Linked DNA regions of Xenopus tropicalis: region 2 is linked to region 1. A link is a contact called in public Hi-C data. All regions are on one chromosome and are shown on one strand. Each heading gives the region's core, a stretch centred on a gene start, on an enhancer-like site or on the middle of the called end of the contact. The rest is flanking DNA. Distances are from core to core; before and after follow the strand shown.

Region 1 (4,666 bases), core at 81-2,580:
CCATGACTGTATTCCTTTAAACTATTTTACCTATATATTTTGAACATGCTTAACATTAAGCCCTCTAAGGTCCTGGGCCCCACCACTCACAGGTTCTGTGGAAGTACGCTAGGCGTTTTCTGCAGCACACGAAAACTGAGCGGAATCCTGGGTAAAGAGGCAAGGGTATAAATTTTGCTGTGAGTATTTTCTCTTTCTGCCCCTTTTTTTATTTTTGGCCCTTGATGAAGACTCTTTGTTGGGTTGAAATGGGCTTTATTTTCTATTATTTTGTAATTAATACATTTTTTCTTTTGTATTTACTTTCTTTGAGTGTGCAGATACTTTTTTTGCTTTTGTGATTATTTTTGGAGTTGCTGAATGGGTTTTCTCCAGTTTTCTGCACTGTTTTTGATTAGGTGTGCACTCTGACATTTTGCAATACTCTTTATAGTTACGTGATTAAAAAACCACAGGGTACTGTGGGTTGTGATTAAATGTTTTGCACATAGCACTTGAGTAGATGAGCCCTCTGGTGTGCAAGGACTCCTGCTTCTTTTGTAATTCTCTAGAGATTCCACTAGAGGTCAGAAGTGTGCAAGGTTACAGAATGTGATTTCTATTAAACAGTTATAAAACATTAAATGGATTCACAGCACTGTATAGTTTTACAATATAGAGAAGTACACATAAGGAAGGCAAGCATTATAATAAATAAAATAGATAAATATATATAGATATGAAGAGATTGAGTGCTACATGGTAAGACACATAAGAAAGGAGGATCAAGTGTATCTGGTTTTCAGAGTGTGGGAAGAAATTCACCCAAACACAGGGAGAACACACAAATTCTTTGCAGATGGTAGTGAAGCTGGAATTGAACTCAGCGCTGCAAGGTAAAAGTGCTACCCACTGAACCACTGTTCTGCTCATAATTATGGGGAGTTTCTAACAGATTTGCTTTTTGTCCATAACACTTTTTCACCTGATGAAATCAGTGGTCAAATCACCCTGCGTGCCATTGGCATTACTGTATCCCTGGCTCATCCTAAACAGGGACATGCGACAGGCCTCGGCACATTGTTCTGTTTGTGGTCAAACACAAGTTATGTTTTTACATACTGGTGCAAAAACATGCACTGTGGGAAAGGACCAAGGAAAGACACTTATTTTTCTTGGAACTGCCTTTTTTTAAAAAAAATTCTGAGACAGAATGAAAAACCTTATAGTGTGACTGTGGTCACACTGCGTGCCCCCTGCTTCTCCATCTATACAGACTTATGGGTGTTAAAGGCCGCTAATAAAGGATTTATTGCCAGCCTTTGTCACATTCCAGTAAAACCAGTATAACCAGTGGAAATTCCTCACATAGCAGCATCTGAATGCTATTAGACTGTATAAACAGCCCCGATCTGTCCTGTTGTACTCAGATTCTGAGACTAGGCAAACAGGCCGACACAACAAACAAATTATACATGTATTATCTGGTATTTTTAAATGCTGCAACATGTGCAGTACTATACAACACACACAGAACATATACAACAACATATACAACAAAGAGGCTATATCTGGTCAGAGTTTGTAAGCTAAAAGAAAAAATTTAGATTGAGCTGGGTTCAACAAATAAATGCACTGGTCACTACTGGGTTTATAGGAGATGCACCACACGGACATAACTGGGTACTGGATGACTTATCGTTCAAAACTCACTTGAACTAGTGGACATTATTTCAAGAGAAATGGTGAAATGTATCATAGCAAAAGATGAGGCTGAAAACCCTTGTATATATGCTGAAAATCCAAGCAGTAAACATTCGCTGAATTTACAGGCCCGGATTTGTGGCGAGGCCACAAAGGCCCGGGCCTAGGGCGGCACATACACAGGGGCGGCATGCCGCCCCGCCGCAAGCAAATTTTAACATTTTGCTCCCATACGGAGCAATGGGGACATCTTCCCACTGCTCCATATGGGAGGTCTACGTTTGGCGCATGCGCCACAAAGGCCCGGGCCTAGGGCGGCACATACACAGGGGCGGCATGCCGCCCCGCCGCAAGCAAATTTTAACATTTTGCTCCCATACGGAGCAATGGGGACATCTCCCCACTGCTCCATATGGGAGGTCTACGTTTGGCGCATGCGCAAGTTAGGCGCATGCGCATTCGCGGCGGCGGCGCCGAATGGGGGCAGCCTTGGGGCGCCCCAAGTAGAAATCCGGCCCTGTGAATTCAAGAAAACCTGGGGTTGGCAGAAGAAAAGAATGGAACTAGGATATTAATGAGCTAAATTGTGCAATCTGCCAAATGCCATTCACTTTAGCCACAATGCAAAATAATCTCATCATGAAAAAAGTTTAGCTATTTTTAAATTTTAAATTGTTATTCCTTATTTCGCTTGCCTTTAATTTACAGTCAAGGCAGATGTGCAACATGCCGGCATGTAAAGGCCCCCAGAGTGAGTAAATCCCAGGGATGATAGCACAGCTGAACAGTAAAGCGATCTGTTTCTTTTTAAACTTCACTTAATATGGCTATATGGCATAATGAATCCAATGCTTTGGTTTGCCTTGTGAAACAAAGTGAGGATTTTGTAGTATAAACAGAAGGATAAATCTCAGGGGCCAAGAGGTGATACCATTTAGGGATATATAATGGGTGGCACAGTGGTGTGGTGGTTAGCAATGCTGCCCTGGGTTATTATCATTGTTATCCTTTATTTATATAGCGCCAACACATTTACACAGAGCTTTAGGGAGATTATATATTATTCCCATGAGTCCCTGCCCTAGGGCAGCTTACAGTCATAGGGTCCCTACTTTTAAATTCATACACACTATGAACAATTCACTTAAGAGATAAATAACCTGCCTTTATGTTAGTGGAGTGTGGGATGAAACTTTAGTACCCAGAGGAAACCCACACAGACGCAGGAAGGACATACAAGCTCTTTGCAGAAAGTGGGTTTGTTTCTGATCTGGGTATAGTCTATGTCCATGTCTGGATGTTCCAGTTCCCTCTCATACTATAGAAAACCCTTACAGGCCAGTTAACTGGTTCATTATGATACTGGCCTTAGGGCGCATGGAAAAAGTAAACTGAGACTGTAAGCTTCACTGTGACAGATAATTATGAACATTGTCACCAAATCGCTGCATGACATGTCAGGGCTGTGAAAATAAAGGATGGTAAGATGTCACTTAGGCAGTGTTAATCATAATACCTGTACTAACAATAGAATGTAGGTAATGGCAGTAGCTCACTTTCTAGTGATTACACAGTGTTTTGCATCACTAATCTGCATTCCCTGTTGTATTATATATGCAGCAACCAATAGCTTTGGAAAGAAAACATTAAAAAAACTTAAACAGTTAAAAAAAAATCCATTCTTTGTGGTGTAGTATTTGAAAACACACCAGGTTTTGTGAAGGTGAACTGCCCCTTCAGGCCTGGACTGAGATTTAAATTAAGCCCAGAGGTCCAAACAGCCCCCACAGGCCCTAAATAGTGACTGTCTATGGCGTCTTACAGCAGCCCCTTTGGCATTTGTCAGAATCCACAGATTGCCAGTCTGGGTCTGTGATCCTTTTAGGTACCTTAGTGGCTGAAAATACAGTATGTGATTGGTCTGAATGTTTATAATTTCCCATACAGAAAGCAGTTTAGTGTGTAGCCTAAATCTGAACTGAGCCCAAGCACATGCACAATTTACAGTTTTACTAGCATAGGCCGGCAATATATACAGGCTAAATATACCACTCACTGAAAGAACTCACTGTAATTTAAAAGAGTAGGTGTACTGTTTTTATTGTCAACCACTCAAGGTCAGTATTTTCCACCCATCCAACAATGCCTTTTGCTTTCATACAGCACTGGAACCCCAGAAAGGATCACTGCCCACAACTTGCCTGTTTCTTTGCCACACCCCTTTAATACCAGCCAGATATTATATCCACAGTCTGCACAGCTAATTAAAGGGGTTGTTCACCTTTGAGTTAGCTTTTAATATGATGTAGACAGTGCTATTCTGAGACAATTTGCAATTGGTCTTAATTTTTTACTATTGGTAGTTTTTTATCCAGTTTTGAATTTCAGCAGTTATGTGGTTATTCGGGTCCACTTTACCTTAGTAACCAGGGAGTAGTTTGAGAGGGTGACTGATATAGGAATAGAAAAGAGGCTAAATAGAAAGATAAGTAATAAAAATTAACAATAACAATAAAATTGTAGCCTCACAGAGCAATATGTTTTTGGCAGCCGGGGTTAGTGACAACCGTTTGACAGCTGGAAAGAAGCAGAAGAAAAAGGCGAATAATTAAAAAATTATTTAGGGAACTGGTAAATTGTACCTTTTCTAACTCTGTGGTCCCCTAGTATTCGGAAAGCTATGAAGGGTCCTTAATGTAATGGGAAGTAAGTCCCTTGTTCCTGGGTCATAGCATGACCCTTTGTGCAGTTCCACAGTTTGGCCATTAGGTGACACTGTGATATAAAAGGCTGAGCAGCCATGAGGCTGGAGGCCATTTTGTGAAGCTCTCTGCCTGAGCAAGCAGGCAGAGAGATACTGGTAGGTTTAGAAAGAATAGGCAGCTCCTGTTATAGATCACATTAGGTGTGATAGGCAGGCAGGGTTATTTAGTGAGCAGCATTTTGGCTCCAACCAGTAATTGTAGAGGGATTATTATCCCAG
Region 2 (4,698 bases), core at 232-2,731, 35 kb after region 1:
AAAGAACAAAAAATGTCACAGGTTTTTTTTATTTACAATAAAACATTCCTTCTCAGAATTCCAGCATAATTTAATCCACTGTTATCAGGCCCAAACTTGTGCACACAAATGGTGCAAGTTGCTCCTGCAAGGGAAACTGCAGCACATGTACAGGACAGGGGCTTAAATATACACACTCTTCTATTGCATGTGATTGAAATTTTAAAAGAGTGGATATCTATACCAGGCAAAGATTTGCTCCACTGTCAGCCTGCATAAGCAAATACCCTGTAGTTATTTCTATGTATGGCAATGTATATAATAAAGTCGCTATGTAAGTATTGCAACAAATTGGCATATTTTATAGCGAGATGGGAACATATATTTATATAAATGGAACAATTCATTTTTAATTGTTTATTCTATTCAAATAAAATAAATAAAAAGGATTTTCTTGCTTCTTTACCTTGTCTCTTTATTGTATAACCACTACACCTTGTCCCAATACAATCACTGCATGCCCAGTGACTGCTAACTCATGCCCCCTGGCGTGGTATTGTAAGGCTAGTGGTACACAGTTCATCATAAACCAGCAGAAAAAAGCCTGATGAGTTTTTGTTCACCCCTTGTGTGCACACTAACATGGCACTGATATGCCAGCAGAGAAAAAATGTGTGCCGCTGGAAATTATCCTGCTGCAGGACTGCTTTGGCAGGAGGTTGTGGCATGAAGGCAGATTTAAAATAGAAGTCTTGTGCAATGCAGAGCTACTAACAAGATCTGGACTGAGATTCAAAATTGGCTCTGGCATTTCCTTTCATATTTGATTGATCCAGAGAGAAGTAAAAAAAATATGAAAGTGTGAACATTCCTATTCATACCTCCCAACTGTGCTGATTTTCGTGGGACAGTCTCGATCTAAACAGCTCAGCCTGCCTTCCCAGATTCTTACTGAAAAGTCCCTCATTTCCCTTTGAACTCCTGCACTGAATGCTAAAAAAGATACAATGTTTCTCAAACTTAATTAAATATGTAGCTTTTGGCAGAGAGCCCAGAAATTTTAACAAGCCATACCTGCACCTAGATACAATTGTAACTGATAAGCTAAACAGGTCTCTTGGGGGAACTGAGAATTGAAGCTTAAAGGGCAATTTTACCTTTTTTAGCAAACCTATAACAACACATAAAACAAGACCCGAAACCCCCCAGAAATGTGTTTAAACCTTTATTAACCTGACAAATTTTGTAAAATGGGAGTGGTATTTGGTAAACAAACTGCCACTCATAGATCTATCTATCAACCATCTATCTGTCTGTCTTAGAACCATTTTTTCCATATATAAAGTGAAAGTTACTTTTATAAATCTCAGGTAAACAGATGCAAATCATTAGCTGATTCCCCACAGCACCTTTTATATGGCTAAGTTCCCATTACACATGTAGCTTTCCTCCAGAAGCTAAAGAGTTCACAGCAGAATGCGTCACTGTTTAGGGTGCGTCTTTTATATACAACTTGCCAGACAGGTTTCTAGATGAGCAATATGTGTGCCCAAAACTGGTTGGATTGCTGCTTTGAATTACCTAATAGCTCTTGCATCCAATATCATATTTCACAGTTAGTATGATCTCTCTAGAGCAAAAAACTTCTATTGCATTTTAAACTGCACCCTTACAGCCTGGTTTGCTCAATATCTTGAGAGCAATTTATCAGTGACTATCCTGGTACTTGTATAGCAACCAGGCAAAACTGGTTTTATAAAAGTGAAAAACTGTAATAAGACTAGCAGTCTCAATGCCACCAGGGTTTAAGCCTAAGTGATATCATGGCAGGTATATTGGTCCTACTATAAACTATGTTATTGTGCAAGAATTAGCCTTTTGGATTTCCCCTGCTTTGCTTCCTTATCCATCGTTATTTTTCCACTGGCCCCACACAAGTTGGGCTCATGTGTCATACTGAATAGTATTAAATGTTGGTTTTATCAGTTTCTGAGCCCTCAGTTTTACCTTTTGGAAAGTTACTACAAAAGGGTCAGCAACTAGGACATAAGAATGGCTTTCCCATGGAAACTGGACTGAACACTTTGGGCCTAGGAGGATATACAATCCATTAATGTCACAGACATTCATATATTTTGGAAGTAGAAAGCATAAGCCATAAACATGTCAATGCCATAAGTACAGTACACTCCTGGCCATTAGGTCATTAATTGGACCTAATTCCCAATAAATATATATACCTTTTATGTTATGAAGTTCCATTTCTTTCATACTTATAGTTGGAGGATATGGACTTGGATATATTTTTTACTAACACCAGCAGTGTCAATATATGGTACTTTGGGCGTAGGAAGCATTACCTATAAATAAATCATAACTATTAGTACATTTTAGGCCTAAGATACAGCAACCATAACCATGGGACTACCATTAGTTCGATGAGAATTAAAAGAAATTTTTTTACAAGAGGAAGGCCTAAAAGAGGGAGTCTTAGCTCACAAATAATTGTCTTCTTCAGCAGCAGTATATTTGTCACAATCCAGGAGGTGTTCTGCTGGGGAGAAAATCATTACACTTACTCATCATATTTCCTAAAATAAAATAATGAATTTATCGGGAAGTTGTTTTAAGTTATTTCCTAGGTTTATATAAATTGTTATTTACAGGATTAATTAGTTGAACTCATTGAAAAAAAATATATTTACAGGTATGGGATCCCTTATCCGGAAACCCATTATCCAGAAAGCACTGAATTATGGAAAGCCTATCTCCCATAGACTCCATATTAATCAAATAATTCAGTACTTTAAAACTGATTTCCTTTTTCTCTGTAGAAATAAAACAGTACCTTGTAATCGATCCCAACTAAGATATGATTAATCCTTATTGAATGCAAAATAATCCTATTGGGTTTAATTAATGTTTTACTGATTTTTTAGTAGACTTAAGGTATGGAGATCCAAATTACGGAAAGACCCCTTATCCGGAATACCCTTGGTCCCGAGTATTCTGGATAACGGGTCCTATACCTGTAGTAGAATTTCAGTAGTAGTCAGGTTTAGGAACTTCACATGACAATAACTTACAAAAGCAGACCTATCAGCAAAAAACGAACATGATCTACAGGTAACTTTTAACGTACATTAATATATTGAAGAGTGTTTTTTTAGAGTCAGTATCACTTTAAATAAATAAAACCCATTAGCACATTGCATCTATTCCATTGTTAGTGAAAGTATACAGGCCAGGAGGAAAGAAACACGCCTTTGTTATTAATTTGCTGAATGGTTATCATCATTGCTTGTGGGCACTTCCTGTTCACTGCATGACTCTGGTGTGATCTCATTATGCAAATCACCTTTAGGGGTAAAAACAAAATGTACACCTTCCTCATACACACATACATAATGTTTTAAGATTCTCAGCATCGGGTAAGCTGATCTTGGACTACAGCGTTACTGCTGGTTTCCTAGTTATTCTGAGAGAAAACATGAAGAAGCCCATTTCAATAAAATACTTTATTTGTAGGAAAGTCAACAAAGGCCCCTACTGATACCTGGGGGAGAAATACAATATACGTGTACTTATGTACTATAATCCTACATGTTTTGCTGGAGGGATTACCAAATTGGCTTTTCAGTGTGTATGTAGTGACACAAAAGTGACAAAAGTGACCAGGGAAGGACAGAGAGAAAATAACATTTAGCTCTGTTATTATAACAAAGTAGCAAACACTATCTGGGGTAGCTAAAGTTCTAGGACTAGCCACTTAACAATGTTCATAAAGGCATTTTAGGTAATTTTCAAAATACTTAGTAATAGGTAATAGCTAAAATGTATCAAAAGCCCGATAGAAACCACATGTATTTTTTCAAGCACCACAGGGGTAGAATAATCCCTCCAAAGAAGTAATCTCCTTTCAGAGGCAATGACTATAAAGTTTGCATGTGAATGTGAGTAGAGCTTATAGTCTGACAGAAACATCAATCAGACGCCCATCATAATATACACATTTAGATCTCTTGATTGATGTAACAAAATAAAATAACACTTCTGGAGGTTCTAAGGCCTTTGTCCACTAATTTACATTCTTGTAAGGTTTGAGTAAAAAAAAAAAAAAGCAACGTTATTGTCAGTTGCACTATTTTTCATTTCCTTGTTAGTCTGTTCAACTCTCTGATGTAGTTTAACTGCCTGTTTATATCAATTAATGCATGTATAGGTGTATTTAGCTACACCCAGAAGCATCAGGTCATTTGCCAAGGCCCATCCAGGTGAGTGCAAACAGATACATAGCTAACATGCTCATAAACAAAGAAGTTTCTTTCTGAATATGCACAAAAAGCTGTGAAACTTTCTATATTAATAAGAAAAAAAACAAGGGTTCGTGTATTGGTTCTGCCCTTACCACATGCCAGTAATATTCAAAAAACAAAATGAGAGCCTCAATACCTGAGTGTTTTGCAATAAACAGGGTGTCCCAGTTTTATTACAAGGTGCTCTTGACAATTCACAAACAATGAAACCTTTGGGGACCCAATAGGTCCGTTCTATACCTGTATATCAATAAACAAAAGGAATTCTGGAAATGAATTCCAAAGGACTCCAAAAAACACATTTACATGTGTTTATCCTATAGGCTAAAGCTCACCCACTGGGTTTTTAAAGCAGAAGCCAGGATAATAGCTGATCAGATTCCCAACTAAAGACCGGTTTCGC

What was found. A called contact is a pair of places that touch in the nucleus more often than the background predicts.
Region 2: a contact with region 1 is called in a Hi-C map of gastrula embryo, with 2.2 times the contacts expected there. The contact joins two enhancer-like sites. A contact is called at or near these places in 5 of 5 Hi-C or Micro-C datasets (brain, gastrula embryo, liver and 2 more).

Annotation. Positions count from the first base shown.
Region 1 is chr8:77,180,326-77,184,991 of UCB_Xtro_10.0, forward strand. No RefSeq gene overlaps it. Among named protein-coding and RNA genes, the nearest start is that of ppp1r14a, 29 kb to the right of the region's middle. Within about 2 kb of position 1,331, at least 4 of the 11 cell types and tissues checked have an H3K27ac peak or open chromatin away from gene starts, as enhancers often do. A contact at or near this core is called in gastrula embryo, where this site is marked.
Region 2 is chr8:77,215,505-77,220,202 of UCB_Xtro_10.0, forward strand. No RefSeq gene overlaps it. Among named protein-coding and RNA genes, the nearest start is that of ppp1r14a, 6.4 kb to the left of the region's middle. Within about 2 kb of position 1,482, at least 3 of the 11 cell types and tissues checked have an H3K27ac peak or open chromatin away from gene starts, as enhancers often do. A contact at or near this core is called in gastrula embryo, where this site is marked.